Regions from separate parts of the Zea mays genome. Here region 1 is linked to region 2. A link is a contact called in public Hi-C data. All regions are on one chromosome and are shown on one strand. Each heading gives the region's core, a stretch centred on a gene start, on an enhancer-like site or on the middle of the called end of the contact. The rest is flanking DNA. Distances are from core to core; before and after follow the strand shown.

Region 1 (2,929 bases), core at 288-2,787, 890 kb before region 2:
GAGCCAGAGTGGGACTTCCTAGAATGAATTCTCCTAATCTTATGTTCGGGATAACCAACAAGATATAAAATATAGCCCTCGTTATCCTGAACCATGGGAGCTTTGCCTTTAACAAAGTTAGACAATTTCTTAGGGGCATTAAGCTTGACATTGTCTCTCTGTTGGAAGCCAATGTCATCCTTAATGCCAGAGCGTCTCCCACTATAGAGCATACTTCTAGCAAATTTAAAATTTTCATTTTCTAAGTTATGCTCATTAATTTTAGCACTTAGTTGAGCTATGTGATCATTTTGTTGTTTAATTAAAGCTAGGTGATCATGGATAGCATCAACATTAATGTCTCTACATCTAGTACAAATGGAAACATGGCTAACAGTAGATGTAGAGGGTTTGCAAGCATTTAATTCATCAATCTTAGCATGTAACATGGCATCCTCATTTCTAAGATTGGAAATAGAATCATTGCAAACATTTAAATCCTTAGCCTTAGCAATTAAATTATCATTCTCAATCTTAAGGCTAGAAAGTGATTTATTCAACTTGTCAATTTTAGAAGTCAAACTAGCATTATCTTTTTTGAGGTTGACAAGAGAATCATCACAAACATTTAACTTCTCAACCTTAGCAATTAATTTTGCATTCTCATTTCTAAGGTTGGAGATATTATCATGGCAAATGCTAAGATTGATGAGGTTGTCTGTCGATGGGCGCACCGGACAGTCTGGTGCGCCACCGGACACTGTCCGGTGCGCCAGCCACGTCACCCAACCGTTAGGGTTCTGATGGTTTCGACCTTTGGAGCTCTGACAGATTTGGGCACCGGACAGTCTGGTGCCGCACCGGACAGTCACTGTTCACTGTCCGGTGCGCCTTCTGGTGCTGCTCTGACTCTGCGCGCGCTGTACGCGCACTGTTCACGTTCACTGTTTACTTTTGTAGACGATCGTTGGCGCAATAGACGTTGCTCCGCATGGCACACCGGACAGTCCGTTGCTACACCAGACAGTCTGGTGAATTATAGCGGAGTGGCTCTCCAAAAACCCGAAGCTGAGCAGTTCAGAGTTGATCTCCCTGGCACACCGGACAGTCCGGTGCGCCAGACCAGGGCAGCCTTCGGTTGGTTTTGCTCCTTTCTTTTTGAACCCTAACTTTAACTTTTTATTGGTTTGTGTTGAACCTTTGGCACCTGTAGAACATGTAATCTAGAGCAAACTAGTTAGTCCAATTATTTGTGTTGGTCAATTCAACCACCAAAATCATTTAGGAAAAGGTTTGACCCTATTTCCCTTTCACTTAGCACTAACATTGATTTAGAGATGCCTGACGAGGTTGATAAATGTAGAAATGAAATTGAATTTTGTAGGGAGTTTTGTAAATTTAGAGATCTTATTTACATAACTGTTGAATAAGAGTTTTTCTAGAAAACTTTTTAAATTCATATTTAGAGAGTTGTTTATATAACTATTTGGAGATGCTTTTGCATAAGTTTATTTTTGTAAGTCAATTCTTGGCCCATGGGCCAAGCTCTGCAAACGTTAAAAAAATTAACTCTCTTCTCGGGAGAGCCCAACTAGACTCGCAGTCGCGTCCATGGCGATCTTGGTAGGCCTCGTCGCCGTCCTCTCCGCCCTCTTCGCCGCCGCGCTTCGGCGCCTCCTAATCTCTTGTCGCCACCCCGCATACGCCGCCGGTTTCTTCCACCCGTACACCAACGACGGCGGCGGAGGCGAGCGCGTGCTCTGGTGTGCGGTGCGCGCCGTGCAGGAGCTTTGCCCGGACCTCCCCTGCGCTGTCTACACCGGCGATGCCGATGCGGCGCCCGAGGCCCTCGCCGCACGCGCTCTCGACCGGTTCGGTGTCCGTCTCCTCCGCCCGCCGCAGGTACGGTGCTGCCTGATCAGTCGGGATTGCCTCCTTTGTAAGTAAAGAGAGAAAAAAATGGATCTCGCTGTTTGACGTCGTGCAAAGTTGCATCGGCTAAGTTGAAATGGCTGATGTTAATGCAGCTGATTAGTTGTGCCCTGTGATTTCAGTTGAGCATTGTGCCACTTTGGAAATCCGCTTCATATTAGGGCCTGCTTACTTATACTGACTCTCAATTCTGCATGATATTGCTCCAGAAAATCTGTTATCCAGCGATGGTGGAACACTCGTACTTTTCGCGTGGCTCCCTGTATTCCTTGGCACCTGCTGTTAGCTGTGTTAGGAGTTATGTTCTTGTAGTGGAATTATGCTGTACACTATTCTTGCTTCCTACTTGAACCTTTGGGGCTGTACAAGGTTTTAAAGTCGGCTAGTCGACTCTAGTCGCCTGAGCACCGAGAAGGTGATTAATCGTGATTAGTCGAGCCTAGTCGTCCTATAGTTGTACCAGGACTGCAATAAAGCAATACACTATAGCTGTAGCAGGACAGCAGTAAAACAATATACTATAGCTGTAGCAGAACAACAGACTTTGAAAGTCTGAACTGTGAACTCAGAAGAAGTCTAAACTGATTCACTCTGAAGAAGTCTAATGGAGGAGGTGGAATGGATTAGTGGAGGACGGACGCGCACTGGAGGGTGGACTCCGGTGGGGACCTGAAGCAGAGGCGAGCGTCGCACACTAGAGGGGATCGGCTCTAGCAGAGGCCTCTGCAGCAGCCGCGCACTAGAGCAGAGGGGGCACAACCGGAGCAGAGGGCCGCCGGAGCCGAGGGGGCGCAGCTGCGCGCTGGAGAAGGGACGACGGCTACTGTGGTACAGATAGGGCAACACAAGTTTTCTACTTTCTGCAAAGATGGTGGGCCGGCCCATAGAACAGAGAGCGAATTACTGGCCCAAAACAGATATAAGCTAGTCGGACATAACCCCTAATCGGGCGACTAATCGTGATTAGTCAGTGACTAGGACGACTAATCGCTTCCTAGTCACCCTAGTCGAGTCGAAG
Region 2 (3,137 bases), core at 526-3,025:
CCCAAGAATTCCATTAACAAGATGGAGCGCTGCAACAGGGATGCAAAAAAAAACATCAGACATCAATGCACGTTGAAAGAAGAGAGAACAGTTAGAATTGGATACCATAAATAAGAATGGGTTAGCAACCTTCTTGTCTTCATGGGCAGATCTTGTGAACCGCCTGAAATCAGCAAAACAAAAGAGATATGTGGTAGCAGATAACCCATTAGCCAACACTGTCAAATGGAAATAAGCAATTACATGAAATTATGAACTTGTGGGTCAGTGAGCGTGCCACCTCAGGAAGGTCTTAATGGTAGGATTGCCCAACTCGAACTTGAGAAGCTTGAGTATATCGCTCTCCATCTTGAGGAGCTCCTCTTTGGTGTAGGTGTTGTCTGTGATGTAGCAAAAGTCCTCCGGGTGCGGCGGGCTGATCTCCTCATACTTCCTGTGAGCGCCGGACCCAAATCAATCCCCAATTGTGCAATGCCCTAGAATTAGAAGCAAATGACACAATGCGGATGGCAAGTGGCACTTACGCAGCAATGAGCATGGAGGCGACGCCAAGGAGCTGCAGCTTGTCGCGGCCGAGCGCATTGACGGAGAGGAAGCGATCCACATAGGAGATGGCGAGGTACAGGGTGTCGGCGACGAGCTTATACTCCTCGGCGACCTCGACCAGCCAGTCGACGAGGATGCCGCGCATGTGCGCCGTAACGTCCGCCTGCACCGCCTCGATGTAATCGGGTCTGGACCGCCGCTGCGGCTCCACCTGCACCCGCAGCCCCAAATCCGTAGCAAGCCAGCGTCAGATCGGCGCAGATGTCGAATCCGCGGAGATGCCAGGGGTTGGAGAAGAACGGAGCTGAGTACCTCCAGGGAGCGGAGGTAGGTGTAGATGTCGGAGGCGTAGGACCCGCAGAGCTGGGGGTCGGCGGGCGCCCCGGCGGCGGCGGCGCGCGGCGGCGAGGAGGAAGCGCAGGAGTCGGCGTAGGCGGTGGCGCGCGGCGCGGGGTTGGAGACGGAGTTAGACTCGGCGTCGGCGTCGGCGGTGCGCGGCGGGGAGGACGCGCAGCGCTCGGCCTCGTGGGCGGAGGAGGGCCCGCGGGCCTCCGGCGCAACATTCCTCGCGTGCCTCCCGGGCCTGGACGCAGGCTTCGAGGGCTTGACGGGGCAGGACGGCGCGCGGAGGCCGGCGTTGTTGGCGAGCGCCGGGAGCTCCCCGAGCGCCACCCGCCGCCGCTTGGCGTCGCCCGGACCCTCCGCCGCCGCCGCCGCCGCCGCAGCTCGCTTGGCCGCGGCCCGCGTGAGCCGGGGCGCCGCCGCGCCCCGGGCCCCCAAGGGAGGTGCGTTCTCCTTGTCCCCCATCGTCGGCCTCGTCAGCTGCGGGAGAGGGGGAAGCGGAAGCGGAGGCGCGGGGTCCTAGGGTTTCGGCTCAGGTCTATCTAGGCTGGACGGGGAAATGGGGAGCAAATCGAGGCGGTTAAGTAGCGTTGCAGCGGAGGAGAGATGGTGCGCGGTGCGGAGGAGATAGGCCGCCAAAACGCGATTTCAAAATGAGGAGAAGGAGGGGGAAGCGGCGGTTCTCGCTCGGGTCTCCGGCGGGAGAGGCGCCTCTGCCCCCGCTCTGGCTTGATGCGAAATGCGGAGGCGCGGTGGTACGGCGGAGGGCGGAGGGGACCAGTTTTTTTTTCTTTTCCTTCGCGGCCCCTGGGATTAAAATTTTGTGTGTGGTGGGGGGGGGGGGGGGGGGGGGGGGAGGGGACCGAGAGCATCTGACAGCCCTGACGGTGGTCTGTCAATGTGTGCCAGTGTGTGATTAGGCGGGACGGCTAGCGAAAAAATATTTCCGAAAATCCGAGGCGCGGGCCACCACAATGTCCTGCCACTTTGGCCTTTTGGGAGCCCACGTGGCCCAGCGGGCGGTAGGAGCCCGTACGCCTCGCCCGGTCGCCGGCGCACGAGCAGTCCGGCCGAGCACGAACAGGAGCAGAGCAGCTGGCGGAAAAAAATTTGGTGCAGCACTGCTGCAAATCAGAGTGTTTGCAGCTTCTCACAAAAAAGAGGATAGACCCCACCCGCAGCAACAAAAATGTTATCTGGTGGATCTGCAGGTGGGGTCCATCCACCTTTTTGTGAGAGGCTGCAAACCACTCTGGTTTGCAGCAGTGCTGCACCAAATTTTTTTCCCAGCTGGCAACGTTCCCCGTGGGCTCGAGGCTACCTGGCCACCAGCCTGGGCCCTAGCGCCTCCCTGACGAGAGGACCAGTGCTTCGGCCTCGTAATTCTTCATCTATCTAAGATACTTTAGTTGTCTGATCAAGATAGATGTAACAGCAACAATCCAATTAACCTTTAACCCATATTTCTTTTTTCATATTTATTTTTTCCCCAAACACAATAGTAAACTTGTGTAGACACAATTCTCGCTCTCATAAACAGCGTTACACACTCTCGCTGTGCCTCCACAGCACATACTCAATTATTACGTCATAACTCAAACAAATCTCCTTCTTGCATAGCAATTTTCCTACATTTTTTTCATGCCATAAAAATATCCTTAACTACATGCAGGTCATAAGTAAGTCATAAAAGGATCTTCAAAGTTCAATGCTCAAAGTTACATGATCAAACATCAAGCTCGCCGACCACTCCGATGGCTCGGGGCTAGACCACTACCTGCCCCATCGAGTCACTACTTTGACAGCTCGGGGGCTGGGCTGCTGCCCGCCTCACCGGCCTTGCCGAGTCACTACTTTGACAGCTTGGGGCCTAGGCTGTTGCCCGCCTCATCGAGTCACTACTTCGATAGCTCGGGGGCTAGGTTGCTGCCCACCTCGTCGAGTCACTATTTCGATAATTCGGGAGCTAGGTCTTCACCCGCCTCGCCAAGTGATGCGAAGACATCGTTGCTCGGTGGGGATCTCCATCGTGCCCTCATACCCTCACGCCGATAGCTCTACCTATCCTCTTTCTCGCTTGTGCCCTTGCGCTAGACCAACCCCCACATCCCTAGTGAGATAAGGGGATGAGGATAGTGGAGAGGCTTGTAGATTGGAAGCTTGACTGCAGAATCTAGAGAGAGGAGACTAGCTGGTCGAGAGCAGGATAGAGAGGACATATATAAAATATGGAGAGAGAAGAACAAGTG

What was found. Hi-C and Micro-C count contacts between places; a contact is called where the count stands out from the background.
Region 1: a Hi-C map of ear shows a contact between it and region 2, with 2.7 times the contacts expected there. The contact joins the promoter of LOC100274516 here to the promoter of LOC100280674 in region 2. A contact is called at or near these places in 4 of 25 Hi-C or Micro-C datasets (bundle sheath, ear, leaf and 1 more).

The regions. Positions count from the first base shown.
Region 1 is chr1:166,303,760-166,306,688 of Zm-B73-REFERENCE-NAM-5.0, reverse strand. LOC100274516 reads left to right here and starts at 1,537. Exons shown (of 7, transcript NM_001148873.2): 1 at 1,537-1,881. The coding sequence starts at 1,591.
Region 2 is chr1:165,416,098-165,419,234 of Zm-B73-REFERENCE-NAM-5.0, reverse strand. It overlaps LOC100280674 (cyclin-A2), which reads right to left and starts at 1,775. Exons shown (of 7, transcript NM_001408116.1): 1 at 859-1,775; 2 at 525-757; 3 at 281-433; 4 at 106-163; 5 at 1-29. The coding sequence starts at 1,353.